Regions from separate parts of the Mus musculus genome. Here regions 1, 2, 4 and 5 are each linked to region 3. A link is a contact called in public Hi-C data. All regions are on one chromosome and are shown on one strand. Each heading gives the region's core, a stretch centred on a gene start, on an enhancer-like site or on the middle of the called end of the contact. The rest is flanking DNA. Distances are from core to core; before and after follow the strand shown.

Region 1 (4,061 bases), core at 1,222-3,721, 4.5 Mb after region 3:
CATTCTGGTTGCACGTCCCTTTTGTACCTTTGGCCTCCAGGCTGCTAAAATTTGTCCCTTTCTCTCCCCTCTTCCATCCCCCCCTCCTCTCCACATGCCTCCAGTTCAGTCTCAGTCTGGTCATGTCCACTCTAGATTCCTCCACCATGCCTAGGAGCAGTCATGTCCTCTCCTCTGTAGCTCTTTTTTCACTCAGTCAATTGTTCAAAGCAAAGGAGCTGGAGAGATGGCTTGAGGACTAAGAGCGCTTACACTCTGGCTTCCCAGCACCGTGCTGGGCACAACAGCCTGTATCGGCAGCGCAAGGAGGATCCAATACCTCTGGTAATCAAGGGCACCTGCACACTTGTGTGTGTGCACAAACGCACACACACGTACTCGCATTCTTGTGATTAAAAATAGAACAATTCATGCTGGGCAGTGCGCTTCTTTAATCACAGCATTTGGGAGGCAGAGGCAGGCGGATCTAAAAAAAGAAATCTAGACAGAGTGAATGTACAAAGCCAACTGGGTGTGGTCCTTATGCTTTAATACTAGCCTTAGGGACTCTAAAAGAATCTTAAAAAAAAAAAAAAGTTCAAGACTAGCTGGTGGGTAGCACGCATGCCTGTTGGTCATCCCATTTCAAAAGCTAAGGCAGGTGCATTCCTTTGAGTTCAGAACCAGACTGGTCTAAATCGATGGCTTCCAGGGCAACCTGGACTAGAATGGTAGGCTCACGGCCAGCCTCGAGATCGAGGTCAACTTGTGCTACAGGAGACTTAGTTTGATGAAAACATCAAAACCCACTGAAAAAAAATGAAAAATGAAAAAGGTGGCGAAATGTCTAGTGTTCGTTTTACTCAAGAGCACTAAAGAATCATTTCGTTGTCTGTAGGTTAGAATCAGGACCGACAAGTGCACTTCTTGTAATGTCGAGGCTGGGTCTTCACTTGAACTTGGCTCCGGATCAGGAGTGCCTATTGGAGCCCACATCGTTACTGGGAAACTTTTCCTGGGTCCTGAGGACCCGCCCTCGTGAAAAGCCTGAAGCGTTTCACCTTAGCGCAAATGGACTTTCTGGTCCTCCTGGTTCCTGAAGATTGTCCTCCTAGTCCCTGGGTCACAGACGTAAGATGCTCCCCAAGCGTAGCAGGTTCATCCTCGCGATCCGCTAGGGCGGGGCTCTCATCAAACCATGCCCGCCGCATTCGGGAAGACTCCACAGGCCGCGGTCGCCCGCAGCGTTTAGGGAATGCCCGCAAGTGGCCACGTCACTTTCCAGGGTGCCCGCCCCCTAACCTGCCTCGCCCTCTACCCGCCCCGCCCCTCACCCTGACTGGCCCTCGCCCTGGTCCTTGGGCACCTGGCCTACTGAACGCTGATTATCTTGGCTCTTGCCTACATCACGCCCCGCCCACTGGCACGCCTTTCCCCTTGCGCGCCCCGCCTCTTGGACGCCTCCGCCTCCGCACGCCCAGCCCATCGGCCCGCCTCAGCCTATAAACGCCCCGCCTACCTGGCCACCCCGCCCATTGGCCCTCCTCGCCCTCTGTACGCCCCGCCCAGTAGCCTTCCTCGCCCTCTGCACGCCCCGCCCCTGGCTGCCTCGCCCTCTGCATGCCCCGCCCTCAGGGACAGTTACCGGCTCAGGCCGCGCGCGCCTCCGCAGCTCGCCAGAGATCCTTCAGACTGGCTGGAGCGCCGCGTTGTCGCCCGCGCCCGCTGAGGGCTCGCGGCTCGGGCGCGCCCGGCGCGAGTGGCGAGCTCCGGCCGTGCGCTGCGACGAGGCCAGGCGGCGGGCGGTTAGCGCTCCGCTCGGCGGGCGGGGAGGACGGGCACGCCGGGCGCTGCACGCCTCGGCGGGCGGGTTCCGCGTCCCAGGACCGAAGCGGGTCGGTGCCCCCGTGTGGAGAGAGGGGCGGCCGGGCTCCCTGGACCCGGACGGCCCCCGGCTGGGCAGGAGGCTGGGGCCAGGGGCCGGCCATGTCCGCTCGCGCCCCGGTGCCCGCCGCTGCCACCCGGGAGGACCCGCCCGCCGTGGCCGGAGACCGGGACGCGCTGTTGGCAGCGACGAGCCGGCGGGCGGAGCAGCCGGCGCCCGGCGAGCGGGAGGGCAAGGAGGCGAGGGAGGAGCGGGCCGCGGCCGCCACCAGCGCGGGTGCGCGGGGAGAGCCGTCGCCGGCGCTCGTGCTGGGACACAGCGTGCCGCAAGCGGCCGTGCCCGTGAGGCCGCTGGCGCTGCACCTGGCGCACAAGGCGCGTGCGCCCGGGGGTCCCTTCGGCGGGGAGGCTCCGCCGCTGCCGCCGCCGCCTCCGCCGCCGCCACCACCACCGCCGCCGCTGCCGCCGCCAGCACCGCGGGACCCACCGGAGGACGCCCGCGAGGACCCAGCGGCAGCCGGCCCGGAGGACAAGCCGCCGCCGCCGCCGCCAAAGGGGAACCCGTGGACCAAGAAGCTGCCGCAGCACCTGTCCACCGTGGGCACCGGCGTGCCGTCGCCCGCTCAGGACTCCCCGGAGGCCGGTGAGTGCGGTCCGCGGGAGGTGTTTGGTTCCTAGGTGTCATTCACCGTGCCGATTTACATAAATGGACATCTAGGAGAGGGAGCGACAGGAAGAGGTGGGACCTCAGGTTCTCCTTGACGGGTAGGGGCACGACGTGGGTGACTGGGCAGCGGGGCTGTGCTGGGCTCGTGCCTTCACGTGTCGGCGTCCTAGACGCGGTGAATACCGTGGAAAAGTTTCCGGGAACTTGACACAGAGTAGAGGCGAGTCGGGACGAGCGGATTTGTAAGTGGAAGTCCGATTGGGCTGGCTCCTGAAGTGAGGTGGTGAAACGAAAGTCTCGAAAAGCTGCTAGGTAGATGTGGCTGTGAAGGCAGCTGGTATTAGGTGTTTTTGCGGTTGTGTGGTTGTGTTTCAGAATGCCTGACACAGGACAGTTGATTCAGAGTCCGGATCGCACAGCTGGTCCCACGGTAGCCTGCGCGTTAGCAATTGGGTTGTGCCTTTGCGTTCGAATGCTGACCCATGCAATATGGCCCTTGGGGCTTTATTTGGGTTGCAGCAACTGCAGTTAGAAAGTAAAATGAAGACTGGCTTGTATTTGGTGGCGTATGCCGATTGATGTAGAGGATTAGGCGTTCGAAGAGAAGTCAAAAAGAAAAAAGTTAGAATGGAAATGCTGAGTAAAACTCTCCTTTTTCTTTTTTTTTCTTTTTTTAATAAAACTGCACTAAAATAACTGAACTTTTCTGTGGGAATTGCGGCTGTTTTGTTGGCAAGTTTTCGCTGGTCTGGGGAGAGTTGGTGGAACAGCCGAAGTTTGAGCATGTTTATGGGGTTGTGAGGGTCAAATGCGGTGAAGGGATCCTGTACAATTGTGATTGTTTTATCTCTCCTGTAGGGGGAGATAAATGTTGAACCAATTTAGTTTCTTAGGTTTTGCACGCAGAACCAATTTAGTTTCTTAGGTTTTGCACGCAGAAATGCTCACTAACTTATTTGCTTTTGTTATTTTGCTTGCTTTTTGAAACACTATCTACTTGTGTAGCCCAGGGGGTTGTGGAATTCTTGATCCTCACGTCACTGTCTTCTTCAAGATACTGGGATTATAGACATTCTGCTCTCCTTATTAATTCTTACTAAATTTTGACACCTTAAGGAAAAACAAAACAAAAGCACTGAGTTTTGCTCTCCATCTTGTATTAGTACAATTCTGGCCTGCTGAAAAGAGCAGTTTACTACCATTGCTAAATAAGTGAAGAGAACATGGTATATCAAGTCTTCTTAAAATTTCGTAGAGAAACCTGTTGATCACTCTGTTACCCCTCCATATCTAGATTTACACAGAGTACTAGGCATTATAATATTTATTGAACTATGAAATATTAATCGAGTTTTTTGTGTGTTTGTTTTTGTTTTGTTTGTTTGTTTGTTTTGTTTGCTTTTCGGTTTTTGGAGACAGGGTTTCTCTTTACAGCCTTGGCTGTCCTGGAACTCACTTTGTAGACCAGGCTGTCCTCGAACTCAGAAATCCACCTGCCTCTGCCTCCCGGGTGCTGGGATTAAAGGCATGC
Region 2 (4,205 bases), core at 340-2,839, 3.8 Mb before region 3:
TCACAGAAATCCACCTGCCTCTGCCTCTTGAATTCTGGGATTAAAACTGTGTGCCACAATGCCTGGCTTGGAACCACAGTCCATAATAACCTATCAGTTTTATTTAGTCAAACATGAAAACATGACTGGAAATAGAATTGTTTTGGGGTGCTGATCGGCAGTGAGCACTGATCATGGGGACCACAGTACACAGCACTGAGGCAGGCTGTGTTAGGTGTTGCATACATTGAGAAGTAAGCAACCCCTCCCACAGGTCACTTGGCAGTAATGTGCTCTACATCTTAACCAGACACATCACCTCAGGCACAGCTGTGAATAAGCTTGGCTATGCTCCAGTAAAACACAGCACAAGGTTTCTGACATGGGAGTATCATAGTATTCTTAAAACTGTTTTTGAATCATTTAAAATGTAGTAATACACACACGGTGGCATGTGCCTATAATTCCAGTACAAGGAGGCAGAGGCAGGAGGATTACAACTTGGAGACTAGCCTGGCCTACACAGTGAGACTTTCTCTCAAAAAACCCAAATCCAAACCATCACTGTCAGCTCACAGCACACAGTGTCAAGTGAACGGGAGAGCATTTTCTTACTAGCGTTATTCCTGAACCTATGACAGACAGGTCAATTCCTGCCACCTTAATGGCAGGGAAATGGATGAGAGTTTATTCAACCCACCTAAGGTTACAAGTAGCCACTATGTAGCTAGACCCTAGACACTTCAATTTAAGCACTGCTACCAGGTACAGAGCTACATTACACTTGAGCTTTGGAATGGCAGGACTGGTTTGGGCCTTTGGTTATATAGATCAGGCTATCTAAGGCCTAGAGAAGCAGAGGGACAAATTGTTGCAGTAATTTGGGGTAAGAAAAGACAGTGTTCTGGGCGACACTGATAGAGATGTAGACTAAGAACAGTAGACACGGATTGGGGAGGTATTTACAAATGGGTGCTTCCTTGAATAGTGCTCCACTTGCTTGGTGAATGATTTTCACAGAAATGAAAGAAACTGAAGTCATGATTTTTAAATGCTATCTAAATCTAGCTGGAAAAATGTACTGTCTTTTAATATAAATAGCCATTGTTTAAAATGATGGATCCTATTATTATATCTGATTTGCTGATTAATTCAAAGTGAAGTGCACATTTCTTTTTCAAGTATAAATGTTAGTTGAAGTATTTCTGCTTAAAAAAAAAAAAATTCCGAATTCATCACAATCAAAGGCCAGGGATCTCTCCCAGGTAACTAACTCAAGTTCCAGATTCCTTGCACTCAAGTTCCTTTGGCTCCTGGGGAGCAGCCATCCTTTAGAACCAGAGCGGTTGATGGCCTGAGGCAAGCCTCTTAATTCCCAGTACCTAATTAACTCACTCTCGAAACCCGGCCCACTCCTGCACCAAGCCCCTCCCACTCGCCCGCCCACCTAAGACTCCTCCTACTCTATTCGCGCGCGAAGCACAGCTCCACCCACTCCCCCCGCCTTGCTCCTGGAAGCTCGGTCCACCCTACCGGCCGCTCGCGAAGCTCCACCCACCTCACCCGCCCGCGAAGCTCCGCCCCCTCCTGCCCGTACCCCAACACCTTCCCTTCTTCTGTCGCTTCTCCCTCTCCCTGCCCCTACGGATGCCTTCCATTGGCTAAGACGGCTAAACCGCGCGGGGATGCAGCAGCGCCACACTCTGATTGGCTAATGACTAAGCCGGACCCTTTGTCATTGGTTGATACGAGAAACCAGCAAGAGTGGCTGTGCAGCGGGCGTGCGGCCGCTGCTTTGTTGCCGGAGGGGGCGGCGTTGGAAGTTGCAGGCTTGCGGGGCCGGCGTTCTCAGGGAGAGGAGTCACGCCGCTGTTATCTTTCGTCCGGTAGTCTTCGGCCAGTCCCCGCCAGACAGTAGCCATGAGCGGCGGCGTGTACGGCGGAGGTGAGTGAGCGCAGCGGCGCCTCGGGGCGTGCGGACCGGAACGACCGGCCTGGTCCCTAGTCGCTTCCGTTTCCCTCCGGTCCTCGGCGGGCCCTTCCGGTCTTTGGACGGTGCTTCCGGTCCCCGTATGGGCCACGGCCTCTCCTTCTCTTCGGACCCGGGCCGGCGCGCAATAGGTTTCCGGCTTGTCCCGTCGCTGCTCCGAGATGGCCTCAAGGAAGGGCCTTGGCGCGTCTTACCGGCTGGGCTCTGATGGCAGTCCCTGGCACGCCGGGTCCCTCACTGTACCGGTTCCGCCGCGCGTTGGTCCCGGGCAGCTCGCGGAGGTTCCGGGCCCCCGGGGTTGGCACTGGGTGCGAGTGGCGCCCGGTGTTGCGGCTGCTGCTCTGGGTCCTTCAGCAGCCACTACAGCCTGGACATCGTTCCAGGCGTGCTCGGTCCCCAGATGAGCGGATCCCTGAGGTACAGGCTGCAGTTCTCCTGTCCGGCTGGGCGGGAGCCTTTTCTAGATCGGCGATAACGAAAACAAGGCTTCTAAGTACTGTTTTGTTTAAGAGTAGTTACCTAGTTAGAGACTCTCCTCTAGGGGGGATGTTGACAGGAGATGGTGCTGCCATCCCTCACGTTAACGAAGAAAAAAATATTGGCAAGAGTTAAACAACCAGCTCAAAGTTTAAAGACTCGTTGTAAATTGGGAGCAAATTGCTTCTGGGATGAGGCAGGGGTATTCCTTTCTCTGCCGTGTACAGGTAACACGCACCCATCAAGAGTTAAATAGTATCCTCACACTAACAAATCTATATCTGCATTGAGTCAGTAGATCTGTGCCCACTCATTTTAACTGCTGTGTAGGGTTTTCTGAGAATAAACTATAGTAGTTTCTCTAGGAACGGTAGTCTTTTCCCTGGCAAGAAGTGTGACAGTAATAATTACCGTTAGCTAATATTTATCGGCTTATTGTTTGTCAGCACTGTAAGTGCTTTATACATTAAAACATTCAAGGCATTTAGTCATCCTATCCTATGAGGTAAGTATTAAATACATTTTTCGGATTAAACTGTAGCAGAGAAGTTAGTAAATTACCCATCTCACATAGTGTATTAGTCATTTTTCAGTTGCTGTGATTAAAAAAAAAAAAAAAACCAAGAAACAAAAAAACAAAATCAGCTTCTAGAAGAAAGAGTTTACTTTAGCTTATGATTCCAGAGAGGTAAGAGTCCAGTTTGAGAGAGGTATGGCAGCTAACAGCAGGCATGATGGTGGGGCAGGAATCTGGGCTCACGTGTCCAACCTCAAGCATGAAGCAGCTGGAAATAGTGGGGGCTTTAAACTCAAAGCCTGTCCCCCAGTGACAGCTTCCTACATCAAGGCCCACATCTTCTAAACCTCCATAAACAGCACCACCAACTGGGGCCCAGATGTTTAAATATCAGCGTCTATAGGAGACATTTTCATTCAAACAGTTGCATATGCATCTCCTTTTAAACTAGGAATTTCTCCAAACTGGGTATGTCTAAACTAAATAGCTCTGTGATTCTCTTTGGGTGCCTCTTTGTAACTAGCACCAAACTGGGTAGATTGGGCATAGATTGGCTTTAACTAGAGAAACAGAAGAACTTTTAAGGCCTTAGCATTTGAGTAATGTAGGTAAGTAGGATTAGTGTTTTAAATTTTGAGGGGGACCCCATTGAAAAACCAGTACTGAGAAACCCAAGTGCATTATCCTAGGAGGCCTGCTGTTTGGGGTGAAGTATTTGGAAAATATACATGGAGGCTTTTCTCTAAATTAGACTGAAAAAGATTGCCAGCTTTTTTCTTACCACTAAACTGTCTCCTAAAGTCTGGAATGTGTAACTTAAATGATACGTTCATTAAATGCTTTTTACTTGGCCTGTATAAATTACACTCTAATTTCCATGCTGTGCAGTTTTCATATTTTGCTGTGTTTCTTCATTTCATGAAACAAAACATAATTCCCCATAATTGATGAAATTGTACTAGGATGTATTCGGTGGTTTTTATTTTTCTTTCCTTTGTTTGTTTGTTTGATTTGTTTTGTGCCACCAGATTCCCTTGCTGTCATTTATACACATCTTGTGCCTGTAGAGATGGCCTCTGGGCTTTCTCAGCCTCTGGTTTCAGCTTTGAACTTTGATTTGGTGATGGTAGGGTAACTATACTTTTTGCCTGTGCTTTTTGTTTTAGTATAATCGTTAAAAGCTGGTGTTCCCCACCCAAGTTAAAATGCCCCAATTTGGATGCTGCATTATAGAGTCTTCCT
Region 3 (3,934 bases), core at 213-2,712:
TCAGGATGAAAGCTTTGTTGTTTTGTTTGTTGAGGCCGCCTGTTAAAGCCAAGGCCCTTGATGACCAAAGATGATCTTTCACTCCTGATCCTCCTGCCTCTACCTCCCAAGATGTGGGATTCCAGGTATAACCACTTTGCCTCAGGGCGGAATATTTTAGGTATGATAACTTCTTCACATGACCAGCTTTGAAAAATTACTACATACGCTGGGCGGTGGTGGTGAAGGCTTTTAGTTCTAGCCCTCAGCAGAGGCAGTCTGTGAGTTCGAGGCCAGCCAAGGCAACACAGAGGAACCCTAGCTTGGAAAACAAAACAAAACAAAACAAAAATCAACTTTTCTTTGCTACAGTCTTGAAAAATACTAAGAGATCTCCTAAAACAATGACAACAACAAAAACCTATTCGGAAGTCAACTTCTGAAAGAATCCCAAGGCAAATTCAATTCAGAACTCGTTTTGCCAGTTCATTACTTTGGAAACCCAGCTTTTTGGTTCACTGCCTTTAGCAGAAAAAGAGAAAGAAAAGGCACAGTCGGTTCCTGTTAAATAAGTTGCGCCTTGCGCTGGAAAAAGCTCCCCTGAAGCACCATGGAGATTGCCCACGCACACCCAGTATTCAAACACAGGAAACTGCGGGAAAAATAAAAAAATAGGGGAAGCCAAAGGGCGTTCTCCTCACATGACCAAGAGAACTGTTCCTGCTCCGGATCTAATTTTGGCAACTCTGGATTTGGGGCGGCCTGATTCACATGCACCGGGGAGAAACACCGGCTGGTTCCGGACACTCCGGGGCGAGGGAGAAAACAGGAGAGCGCACACGGAGGGGGACACCCAAGAGGTCACAGAGAGGACACAGAGCGGGACACAGATGGGAAAGGCGAAAACCAAGAGACTGCGAAGGCAGCTGCCTTCAGAGAGGGTCCCGATCGCCCTGGTCGCGGTCACACGGCTTACCATGATGCTGTCGGTCAGGAGTGGACTGGAGCTGCAGGGAGAGGGGAAAAGAGAGACAGGGTCACTGGAGCTCTGGTCCCCTGACCCCAAAAGGGCCCTGAGCCCTTGGTGGAGGAGTCGCTCCCGGGACTACGGCCACTTACCAGGCAGTAGAGCGCAGGCTGCGGGTGAGAGCAGGACCGATGCACACGCCAAAGGACAAGGCAGTACTCTTCACAACTCCGTGCAACGGAAACGCCCTGGGCAGCCCAGCCTAGCCCGACCTGGCCCCGCCACGCCACGCCCCTGCCAAGATCACACACCCACCAGGGTCCCGCCCCCAGAGACGCTGCACTATAAGCCCCGCCTTGTCCCAGGCAGCTGCCACATCCCTGGATACGGTACTTTCCTCAGACAAGGCCACCCCCCTACCATGGCCACCTCCCTAATTAGGTCCCAGCCCGGGCCGCGCCCCCATCAGGACACGCCCTGCCACGTCCTAGCCTCTATGCTCCTGCGCCTGCGTGGGGCTTTTCGCTCACTCTTCGCTACGCTGGAGGCGCTGCAGGCCCAGGGGTCTGGGTGTGTCTAGAGAGTTAGGGACTGTCACAGCGGCACCTCACAGCGTCTTGCACCGCACTCTAAGCATGGGACAGTGAGGACCTTTTCCAGACTGCTTTCCAAGTGTTTCGTGCTAGTGTTTGCCTCTGGATGTCCGTGTAGCTGATGGGCAGCTCTTTTAAGAGCTGTACCTGGCAGTGTCAAAGCCTCAGAGCGGAAATGGTTTCACTTCCAAACTCAGCCTGTAACTTCAAAGACCCCAGGTGCAAGGTGACTAAGATGGAGCTTCCCCGCCCCCCCCCCGCCCGCCCCCAGGCCTAAAGACGCTGCAAAAGGATCGCGGATGTTCTAGAAGGATCAAAATCAGGTTTTTGAGCAAGAAGAAGCTAACCGAGGGTGGGGGTTGGGGGAGCCTTGCCACATGCTGAGTCTGGCCCTGATAGGTAGACTGATGGTTTTCTGGAAAAGCAGACAAAACTGCCGCTGAGGAGGGGAAGCCTGCCATTTTCCCTTGTGTACCCTTGTCCTATTGCTTTTCCTGTTCATGCGCCCCCTTCTCTGGGGACCTAGCCGCTCCCACAGCCTTAGACATTCCAGCACCTCTCCCAGGGAATTGTAATTTCTAGACTACTTTGGTTTTTGTTTTGTTTTGTTTTGTTTGCCTACACTAAGGGATCCTCTCACTTGACCCTTCAAGTACGGTTATGACTTCGATGCAACCATTTCCCTGCCTCCTCGCCCCCGCATTCCTTTAAGGCCCACCTATCTCTCAGTCGCTCACACTTATCTACTTTCTTTCTACTAGCATCTCCTTCAGTCTTTGACCTAAGTATTTTTTTTTCTTACATCTACTCAACTCCGTGTCCTCCTTCTCTGGAGTTAAGACCGCAGAAGCCTGTTTAACAGTGCTGTGGAAAACTGCCTTACGGCTGGCAGTGACTAGTGATCCGCCCTGCAGCCAAGGAGTAACATAAATTATTAGACCCAGACCTTTGATCTTCCCCAGCAAATGTTGCCTTTACATCCTATTACAATTAGCTTATTCACCTGGACCCCAGTCTGGAGGAGCAAGCTGACTTTCCGTGTTGAAAGGCAGAGCTCATGCATGAGAGGGCAGAGGAACACTATTTCCCAAGAAGGCTTTTCAGAAGCCTTTCCTACTAGAGGGAAGGAAGCCTGACTGAATGCTATTGAGTGTTCTGAGCACCTAGGAGACATTCATAAAATGGCCTACCTTAATATTCTAAATATAGCGTAGCACTGAGGAGAGGGCACACTGTGAAAGAAAGCACGAGATGCTGTAACTTGGTTTCTTACAAGCAATAGAATTTTATTTCTCAGCTGTTTGGAAGCTGGAAAATTCAAGATCAAGGCTCTGCACATTCAGGGTCTGGTGAGGGTCGGCTTCCTCAGAGAACCTCATCTCACTGAAGCATCACATGGCACAAGATGCTCACTGGCCTCTGAAGCCTCCTTTATCAGGGCATTACTCCCAATCACAAAGTGGAATGTCCATAATTTAACGCTTCTTAAAAGCAATCCTATGATCTTGGAAGCTGGGTTTTCAGCATATCAGTCTGGGAGTGATTCACCAGATGACATCTTCAGAACGGTGTCTGGAGCCACTATGCTAACAGCCTGTGGATGTGTTGTCCAAGAACTTAAAAGCAGAGACTCTGGAGATTCATAACATTAGATGCCCTTCCATTATTTTTATTCAAAACATTTGTATTTAACAAAAAATAAAAAAGCTAATCAACTTCCCAACAGGAGACTAGACTGTGGATCTTGGATAAATAATTACAATATGTCATAGGACTCTTTCAGAAAGAATGCTTTGGTCTTTAAAGGGCTAGCCAGGCCTAAGGGTGTAGGCCTATTGATGTAGCTGCTTAGGAATCTAAGTCAGGGAAATGAAAAAGTCAAAGTCAGTCTGGTCTACAGAGGGAGTTCAAAGCCAGCCTGGGGAACTTAGTGGGATTCTGACTTAAAATCCAAAGTAAAGTTAGGAAGGGGATGTAGCTCTGGGGTCCAGTGCTTTCCTACTGTGCACACGACCCTGGATTTGGTCCACAGTGCTGCAATAAACAAACAAACAAATAAATAAGCAATGAGAGGATCTTCAAAATACACTTAGGAAAGGACAGATATCCTGTGTCTCATTTGCTGCTGGACCTTGAGCCCCTCCCACAGTACAGGCCTTTGAGGAGTTCACACTAGTGTGGCTGTGAACAAAATGACCTAATGGCTCACAGCTTTAGGGACTCTGCTCCATGGTTGCTTGGCCCACACTCCTGGACAGACTATCATGTCGGCAGGAGTATGTGGTGAAAGAACTTCTTCGCCTCATGATGGACAGGGCAGAATGGGGAAGGAGACCAGATGTAATCTTCAAATTTCTATAATCTCCCCAAAATGGCACCACCAGCTGAGAACTAT
Region 4 (3,998 bases), core at 1,263-3,762, 3.9 Mb before region 3:
TTTGTGTGTTTTAGTGTTAGGATTGGCCTACTTTACTTTTTACTGCTATGACAAACACTATGACCAAAAAGCAACTTGGGGAAGAAAGGGGTCTTCCTGTTTTTGTTTTAGTTTTCTTTTTCTTTGTGTGTGTGTGTGTGTGTGTTACCTTAAACTTTATAGTCCATCATTAAGAGATGCCAAGGCAGGAACTGAAGCAGAGTTCAGTAAAAATACTGTTTACTAGTTTATTCTCCATGCCTCACTCAGCTTGCTGTCTTATACAACCAAGGAGCACCTGCCCAGGGGTGACACCTTCCAAAGTGGGCTGGGATCTCACACATTAATCAACACAATGCCCTACAGACTTGCCCAGAGGCCAATTATTTGAAGACAGTTCCTCAATTGGGTGTTCCCTCTTCCCTGATGACTCCAGTTTATGTCAGTTGTCACTGGGATTGGACTCTGGACTTTGTGCACACTAAACACACTGTCACTGAGTTATTCGCCAGCCCCTAGGTACTGACCTGTCTTTGCTGTGCTTTGCATAGTATGTGCACACGTGTGAGTACATTAGCCGCTAGAGATCAACAGTGAGCAACGTTCACTATCAGTCTCCACCTTATTTTGGAAACAGTCTTTCTTTTTTGTTTTTTGTTTGTCAAGACAGGGTTTCTCTGTGTAGCACTGGCTGTCCTGGAATTCACTCTGTAGACCAGGCTGGCCTCGAACTCAGAAATCCTCCTGCCTCTGCCTCCCAAGTGCTGGGTTCAAAGGTGTGTGCCACCATGCCTGGCAAGTCTTTCAAAGAACTCAGCTCACTGATTTGCTAGCCTGGCCAGCCAGCTCCAGAGATTTCCCCACCCCCAGCATTATTGTTTTCCCCATGAGTGGCTAGAGATCTGGATCCAGGTCTTTATGCCATCACAGCAAGAACTTTACTGCTTGAGCCTTCTCCCCAGTCTCTTAAGTACTGATCCTTATTGGCTATATACCCTGGAAATAGGCAGTTCAAGGCCAGCCTGGTCTATGGAGTGAGTTCCAGGGCTACACAGAGAAACCCTGTCTCAAAAAGAAAAAAATCATTTTAAAAAATCTGGCCTGGGAGGCAAAGGCATTGGATCTCTGTGAGTCCAAGGCTAACTTGTTCTACATAGTGAGTTCCAGGACCCAGGACTGTCTATATAAAATGACACTGTCTCCAAAAAACAACCCAAAACAAAAATCTTCAAATTTAGGCAGAGTGAGAGCACAGATCTGAATTCTAGCACTTGGGAGGCTGTGACAGCGGGTTTGTGAGTTCTTTTTGTTGTTGTTTTGTTTTGTTTTGTTTTTTGTTGTTGTTTGTTTGTTTGTTTGTTTTTTTTGGAGACAGGGTTTCTCTGTATAGCTCTGGTTGTCTTGGAACTCACTTTGTAGATCAGGCTGGCCTCAAACTCAGAAATCTGCCTGTCTCTGCCTCTCGAGTGCTGGGATTAAAGGTGTGTGCCACCACGCCCAGCTCATGCTTGTTTTTTTAACTCATCCATTTTAGCACTGTCCTTCCTATGTGTCTTGGACAGTTTTTCTCCAGATATTCCCAGTAACAGTCCTGAAATGACCTGAGAAATGACATCCTTTCAGAAAACACATACCTCTTTGGCTCCACCTTGCTCATTTTTCTTCACTCTATCCTCTTGTCCTGATCTCCCCCCCCCCCCATAATAGCAGTCATAGTCTGAAATGATCTCATTCACTGTATTTATCCAACTTTTTTATCCAACTTTTATTTTTATTTATCCAACTTTTGCAGGTGCCCATCAATGTTTTAAGCACTTTACACCCTAACCCATTTACTTTCCCACAATTCATGAAGTAGGCATTTTTAGTATTTTATAGATGAGGTAGCTGCCATTCATATGGATAAAGGGGCTTCCCTGGCAAAAGCATCTCATTTGCTAACTCTGTAAAGAACCTCTCAGGACACATGCTGTGAAACCTCTCTTGGAAGGTGGAACATGTAGAGTCCTTGGGCTTCACCCTCGATCAATCAATCAATGGTTTAACAAGATTCCCAGGTGATTCCTAACAAAGTTTAAATCATGAACAATTAATTTTCTTGAGTAATACCTCTTACAGTAAGTAGACACACACAGCTCACTCCAGTAACCCCAGAAAACCAATCAAGACCAGAGCAATTGGAAAAGTCAAAGTTTTGACGACCCCCCCCCCCCCCCCCGCATGATAAACATCTATGTGGTTTTGGGGTACTTCTCCCCCTACACCCTCAGATAACCATGGACATCTTTTCACACTTGGCGCCTTTGAGCTTTGAAAACTCTGAAGGGAAAAACCAAGGGGAGGAGTTGGAAGGTGGAACAGAAAACAGCCCAGTGGTTAATAAGAACTCCTGCCCAAAACAAACCTCGCCTTCAGCCCTGAAGGAAAATGGCGCCCGCAATATATGCAGTTCTGGTCTCGAAGCGTCAGCCAATAGGAGATCCGAAGCGCCGGAAGTAGCCGCCCCTAGCCCCTCCTCTGGGCACCTCCCCTCTTTCGGGAGGATGAGACAGCCAGGGGGCTGTGGCGGAGCTGTGGTTGCTGGGTGACAGTGGGGAGCAGGGACGGAGTGAGTGTCCGCTGGCGGGTGGCGACGTCCGGGGTGACCTTCGAGCTCCGGACCGGCGCAGCGCGAGCGCCCTGACGGGCCGGGGCGGCGGGCCGGGCAAGGGCGACGGGCGGCCAGCCTGAGGGAAGGCCCTGTCCAGGTAGGAATCCACCCGGCTGGGCAGGCTCTCGGCCCACGCGGCTTCCTCTCCCCACGCACCTCCTCCGCGCCGTCAGTTCAGGATTCCGGAGGGAGCCACCCTCCTGGTGGCCACGGCGCTTCTTTTCACGCACACCAGCGTTAGCGTGTGCTTGTCTTTGGTGGCTTTTCATAGGAGCTTCCAGGTAGAACGTCTTTTACTTTAAATTCAACATTCCTTTAAGTTTGGGGACTTTGGCTTGAAGCCTTCCTTCATGCCTTCTTTAAGTCTTGACTCCGTAATTGTGACGAAAGCTGCTACCTTCTTGGTGTCTGTACTGCATTAAGACTTGGGCATTCTTTTATTTTCTTCGCTAACTGGGAAACTTAGTTTAGCTAAACTAGTTTCATCTTCACTCGAGGAAAATAAATTAGGGATTACAACCAAGATTTTTGTTACTAGCTTTTACCGATTTTACATTTATTTACATATCTACTCTTCCAGGATTGAAGATTGAGCCCCTCCCAGGTCTCCCATGCTAGGCAAATGCCATTGTATCCCTAAACCGGTTTCTAAACTGAGTGTCACTGAGAGACCCAGGCAAGCCTTGATCTCACTCTGTTGCCTCTTGTAGACTTGAATTTTCAGCTTTTCCTGTGTGACACTCCTGAGTAACTGAATTACAGGTAACATGACAGGAGGCAAATTTCTCTTTTTTTAATGGGAGATCACTCGAGAGTAATCTTTGGTTTCTGACTAACATGGTTTCTGTAAATAAATAAATAATACTAAAAAGTATTTTATCTATTTGGCCAGGTTAATTTTTTGCTATTAGGAAATTGAGGCATGAACTAGCAGGTATCAGACTAAGCATGATTTTAAATGTTTGCTCTGTTTTTAGATTTTTTAATGTGTATGTTTTTCTTCCATATACGGATGCATGTTTCACCACAGTTTCTGCGCAGTGCCCTTGAGGTCAGAATAGGGCATAAGATCCCCTGGAACTGGAGTTACAGGTGGTTGTGAGCTACCAATTTAAGTCCTTCTGAAGAGCAACAAGTGTTTTAAAGCACTGAGACATCTGCCTAGCCCTGGAGGCATGCACATTTCATTTCTTCTTTCTTCTTCTTCTTCTTCTTCTTCTTCTTCTTCTTCTTCTTCTTCTTCTTCTTCTTCTTCTTCTTCTTTTGTTTTTGTTTTTGTTTTTTATTTGTTTGATTTTGAGACAGGGTTTCCCTGTGTGTCCCTGACTGTCCTGGAACTTGCTCTGTAGACCAGGCTGGTCTTGAACTC
Region 5 (4,266 bases), core at 929-3,428, 3.7 Mb before region 3:
CTTCCTCCACTGTAGCAACTAAATTTATGAACAGATCAAAACCATTCTGAACGTCAATGTGGCAACATTCAAAAGGCTCAATGCTCTCTCCTTTAATCCCGGAGTTCTGTGTCTGGAAACTTTTACACAATAGACACAGACACAACAGGCAGGAGCTCACCGGTGAAGATATCTACAAAGGCATTAAATTTGGTATTAAAGAGTTACATTAGTTACATAAACATACCATGCTTTATAGCTGCATGAAAATCTTATGCATAATTATATATATATTTAGAAATTATGTTTCTAAGAGCACTTAATGAACTGATAAAATGATCTTAAAACACAATGTAAAATGTTTCACAAGTGCTGTCTTCCAAACCAAGAGTATTTGACTGGAGTTTATGTTTGTTTTCCTGTGTACTGAGGATTAAGCCCAGGGCCTCAGGCATGCTAGGTACTCTACCACTGAGCTATGTCCATGACTCCTGACTTGAAACTAATTATGAAGAAATAAACAAAGCAAAACAAAACAAAACAAAATCCTACCCCAAATTGCCAGTGTGATGACAAAGGAAAAAAGAAACACTGGACGAATGGCAACTATTGCACTAAATGATCCTTCACTGGATCCTGAAGCAAAGAATGGAACTGAATGGAGACAATGAAGCGGAAAGAAAAAAGGGAAGGGATTAGTAGAGCAAGTCCTATTTTTATTTTGGATTATATGCTAAATAATAACACTGTATTCCACAGTGTGACCACAGGGTCATACTTAGTAAGGCAATGTCCTTGGGTCTATGATTGAATTTTGACCTCTGTCCAACAGTGCAGAAAAAGAGCATAAATCCAGGGATCTTGAAAAATGTGACAACTGTCAATGACTGGCTACTATGGGTTAAGGGTATATTTTGACTATTACTCTAATAATGTTTCTGTTGTCCTGGGGAAATGATGGAAAATCAAGTGTATACCTGCAACATTAAAAAAGAAACGGCAATGTGTTCTATGAATGCATAACTGGTTTTACTGTCTTCAAAATATTTTGCCTCTTTTCTGAGTGATAGGTATTCATTTTTTACAAAACACACACACACACACACACACACACACATACTGAAATAATTTCATTAACAAATTTAAGGTTTATGTATCTGAATGTTTTCCCTGCATATATGTGCACCATGTGTGTGCCTGATACCGTCAGAGGTCAAGGAAGGCATCAGATCAAGATAATGGAAGACGAAATCATTTATTCAAGTTTGCCACCCTGATCAAATTACAACTCTGCAAGGTTTTAAAAAGCTAATTTGCAAAGTTAGTGTAATAATATAGAAGAGACTGCTTCCTTCAATTAATCTGCTCTCTACTATTTCTAAAACTCGGCTCCCTGTTGGCAAGTGTCAGTGAAGAGTAAGCTGTCATTCTCACACTCGCAGACGCAGCTTCTGTTGCCGTAGCTACGCTCATCACTTAACATCTGCCGGACAATCTGTGTACAAAGACGCCGAGGGAAGCCTTCCGTTCACAGCTCAGGACTCCTCGGAAACCTCCCTCCCAACCGACCCAGCCCCAGGACACTGCGAGTCCGAGGAAGCACCGAGCAGCGGATGCTCCCACCGCCCGCGGCGACAGAACGCAGGAGGACTAGTGCGCCAGGATAGGCGACTGCAAGGTCACGCTCTCTGCCTCCGCGGTGGCCTGTCTAGAGCTCTGTTGCATCCTGCAAGAAGCGCCCAAAGGCGGAGGCAGTCATTTCTTCTCTCACCACTTACCCCGAGTGAGCAGCGTCCTTGGGATTTACTAGGGAACAAGCTGCCTTCAGGAACGCTGAGGCTCTTCTACAAATACCCACTAGACTGGTCGCAGCCATGTTTCTAATGGAGACCCACAGTGTCGGTGTCCACGAGGTCACTTCCGCTGGCGGCGTGAGGCAAGTGAAGCAAACAGGAACAGGCTTTGCCCTTACTAAACATGGCCGCTCCCACGGCTCTCGCTTCAATCTCCCAAGTCTGCCATAGAGTTTACAGGGCTCTCTTTGGGCGCCCCACCTACAATGTCGTCACTTTTGTCCGCCAGCGCCTGCCTGTGAAGCTCGCAGGAACGGGCCGCTGCCCTCACTCAATATGGCCTCCTCTAGCGTTCGCCCTCACTGGTGGATTGTCCCTCCCGGCTCCCTTAGCCCTCCCCACTTCCTTCCGTGGCCGGTGTAGCCATGGCGGCCATGAGCCTGCTGCAGCGGGCTTCGGTCTCCGCGCTGACAGCGCTGTCTTGCCGCCGCGCTGGTCCTAGACTCGGAGTCGGAAGTTTTCTCACGCGGAGCTTTCCGAAGACTGTCGGTGGGTGGCGGCCTCGGAGACGCGGGTGAGAGGTGGGAGGGCTGTTTCCAGGTGACCTTGGGGACCTCCGAGGGAGAGAGCGGGGACAAAGTCGGCCTGGGGCTCTCGTGTGAAGAGCTGCTGCAGATCGGATGGCCTTGTTTAAGCTCAGCGTTTGCGAAGCGCCTTGCCACGCCATGCTGGGCGCTGCTCCCTCGCTGCCAGGCTAGGCAGGCATGGAGCTGCTGCCCGCGTCTCCAAGGGCAACTGCACACACTTCGTTGTTGAGACAGGGTCTCGGGGATCCGAGGCTGCACTTGTCCCGGCTCCCGAGGGCTGGGATTGCAGGCTTGCACTGCGTCGCTGGGCTCAGGGCAGAATCAGGGTGCGTGGCACCTGCAGCTGGTTCCAACCCGCAGATAGGAAGTTGCTGAGAAGCGCACTGAAGTGAAGGCTGTCATGGTGTTCCTAGGCACGAGTGTAAAAAGGCTCCAGGTGACAGGCCCGTTAGGCACGGTAATAACTGTGTCCGTGGACCTCACAACATCATAGAAGGCCACGAAAATATTTTATGTTTGTTTTTTTTTTTAAAAGACTAGTGCGAGTGAATGTGTAAAGTTGGGTTCAGCCCAGATTGTATCTGCTGTATGTTAATGCAGTCATGCTTTTCATATGACCTGCGGGTCGCGACCCCTTCATAGGGGTCACCTAAGACCGTAGGAAAACACAGATGTTCACATTGTGACCCATAACAGTAGCAAGATTACAGTTATGGAGTAGCAGTGAAAATAATTTTATAGTTGGAGGTCACAACACAAAGAACTGCATTAAAGGGTTGCAGCATTAGGAAGGTTGAGAACCACTGTTCTCTTAGAAAGGAGCCTAAGAGGGGTAAAGAGCTCAGGTCTCAGGACAGTCATAGAGAGGGCCTTGGTTAGAGATATACAATTTGCCTTGTCTAATATAGAGAAAGACACACACACAAATTGCCCTAAAGCCTATTATATTGAGGCAGTATGCATAGGGACCTTCTGGAACATGCTGGAAAGGATCAGTGCATTTAAAATACCCAGCAGGAATTTACACTGAAGGCAGACTCCATGTGCTGACACTTCTTGGTCATATCCTTTTGACATCACTTTTTTATTGTAAATATCCTCAGATACACAAGTAGAGATCCCTTGAACCCTTCCCCAGAAGTGCTGACTGTAGTCTAGCTGAGCTGAGCTGAGACTCCGTGGTCCCTCTCTTCCTGGACTATTTCTCACTCCTGCAGTTCCGAGAGAACCACGGGGAGCCGATGTCCTGTCCAGAGAGAACAGGGAGGGCCTACTCGAGGCTGTTCCAAGAGCGACTGTTTGACTGTCGCAGCTTTCACTGGCTTATGAGTCTGCCATTGCTCCCTGAAGGTTTTCCTCTCTTCCACCAGTTCCTTGGGCAGCCCAACAAGATGGCTAGGCCCCTCTCCCATCTTCTTTTTCTGGAGCTGGGCTGCCGAGATTCAAATCTTGGCTGCAGAATTTAAGAGCTCTATGACCTTGAGTCAACGCCTACTGGGAGCTAAAGTGGAAGGCACTTGGTCATGATCTTCATTTCCTTTTCCGGAAGATGACCATCTGATTGACGGAGATACCTTACAGAGTAGTTGTGAAGCCCTTTGAGTAGGAGACATTTTTAGCACCATGCACCTAAATTAGAAAATACACACAGCATTAAATTTACCCTTTATTTTATTTGCTTATTTCTTTGGTACTGCTGATGAAATACAAGTGCTTGCTTATTCTAGCCAGGTGAGGTCTTTCCTCTGGGCTACATCCCTAACCCTTCTTTTTGTCTTTACTCTTTAAAATTTTGAGTCAGAGTGTCATTGAGTTGCCCAAGCTGATCTTGAATAGACTCTGCATTGCGGGCTGGTTCTAACCTTCAATGCTCCTGCCACAGTCTTCCAAGAAGCTGGTAGGTTGTT

Evidence for each region. A called contact is a pair of places that touch in the nucleus more often than the background predicts.
Region 1: a contact with region 3 is called in a Hi-C map of B cells, with 5 read pairs. The contact joins the promoter of Larp1b here to the promoter of 1810062G17Rik in region 3. A contact is called at or near these places in 4 of 484 Hi-C or Micro-C datasets (B cells, CD4 T cells, CD8 T cells and 1 more).
Region 2: a contact with region 3 is called in a Hi-C map of regulatory T cells, with 9 times the contacts expected there. The contact joins the promoter of Actl6a here to the promoter of 1810062G17Rik in region 3. A contact is called at or near these places in 3 of 484 Hi-C or Micro-C datasets (CD4 T cells and regulatory T cells).
Region 4: a Hi-C map of CD8 T cells shows a contact between it and region 3, with 5 times the contacts expected there. The contact joins the promoter of Mfn1 here to the promoter of 1810062G17Rik in region 3. A contact is called at or near these places in 3 of 484 Hi-C or Micro-C datasets (CD4 T cells, CD8 T cells and uterus).
Region 5: a contact with region 3 is called in a Hi-C map of regulatory T cells, with 3 times the contacts expected there. The contact joins the promoter of Ndufb5 here to the promoter of 1810062G17Rik in region 3. A contact is called at or near these places in 1 of 39 promoter capture datasets (pre-B cells) and 3 of 484 Hi-C or Micro-C datasets (CD4 T cells, CD8 T cells and regulatory T cells).

What each region holds. Positions count from the first base shown.
Region 1 is chr3:40,948,179-40,952,239 of GRCm38.p6, forward strand. It overlaps Larp1b (La ribonucleoprotein domain family, member 1B), which reads left to right and starts at 2,472. Exons shown (of 10, transcript NM_001040399.2): 1 at 2,472-2,506.
Region 2 is chr3:32,706,957-32,711,161 of GRCm38.p6, forward strand. It overlaps Actl6a (actin-like 6A), which reads left to right and starts at 1,590. Exons shown (of 14, transcript NM_019673.2): 1 at 1,590-1,924. The coding sequence starts at 1,900.
Region 3 is chr3:36,474,475-36,478,408 of GRCm38.p6, forward strand. 1810062G17Rik (RIKEN cDNA 1810062G17 gene) reads left to right here and starts at 1,463. Exons shown (of 3, transcript NM_028183.1): 1 at 1,463-1,765. The coding sequence starts at 1,661. Anxa5 (annexin A5) reads right to left here and starts at 1,413. Exons shown (of 13, transcript NM_009673.2): 1 at 1,099-1,413; 2 at 956-986. The coding sequence starts at 958. It overlaps Mir7009 (microRNA 7009), which reads right to left and starts at 1,050; the gene lies at 987-1,050.
Region 4 is chr3:32,526,970-32,530,967 of GRCm38.p6, forward strand. Mfn1 (mitofusin 1) reads left to right here and starts at 2,513. Exons shown (of 18, transcript NM_024200.4): 1 at 2,513-2,726.
Region 5 is chr3:32,734,885-32,739,150 of GRCm38.p6, forward strand. Ndufb5 (NADH:ubiquinone oxidoreductase subunit B5) reads left to right here and starts at 2,179. Exons shown (of 6, transcript NM_025316.2): 1 at 2,179-2,321. The coding sequence starts at 2,198. It overlaps Mrpl47 (mitochondrial ribosomal protein L47), which reads right to left and starts at 1,871. Exons shown (of 7, transcript NM_029017.2): 1 at 1,758-1,871. The coding sequence starts at 1,855.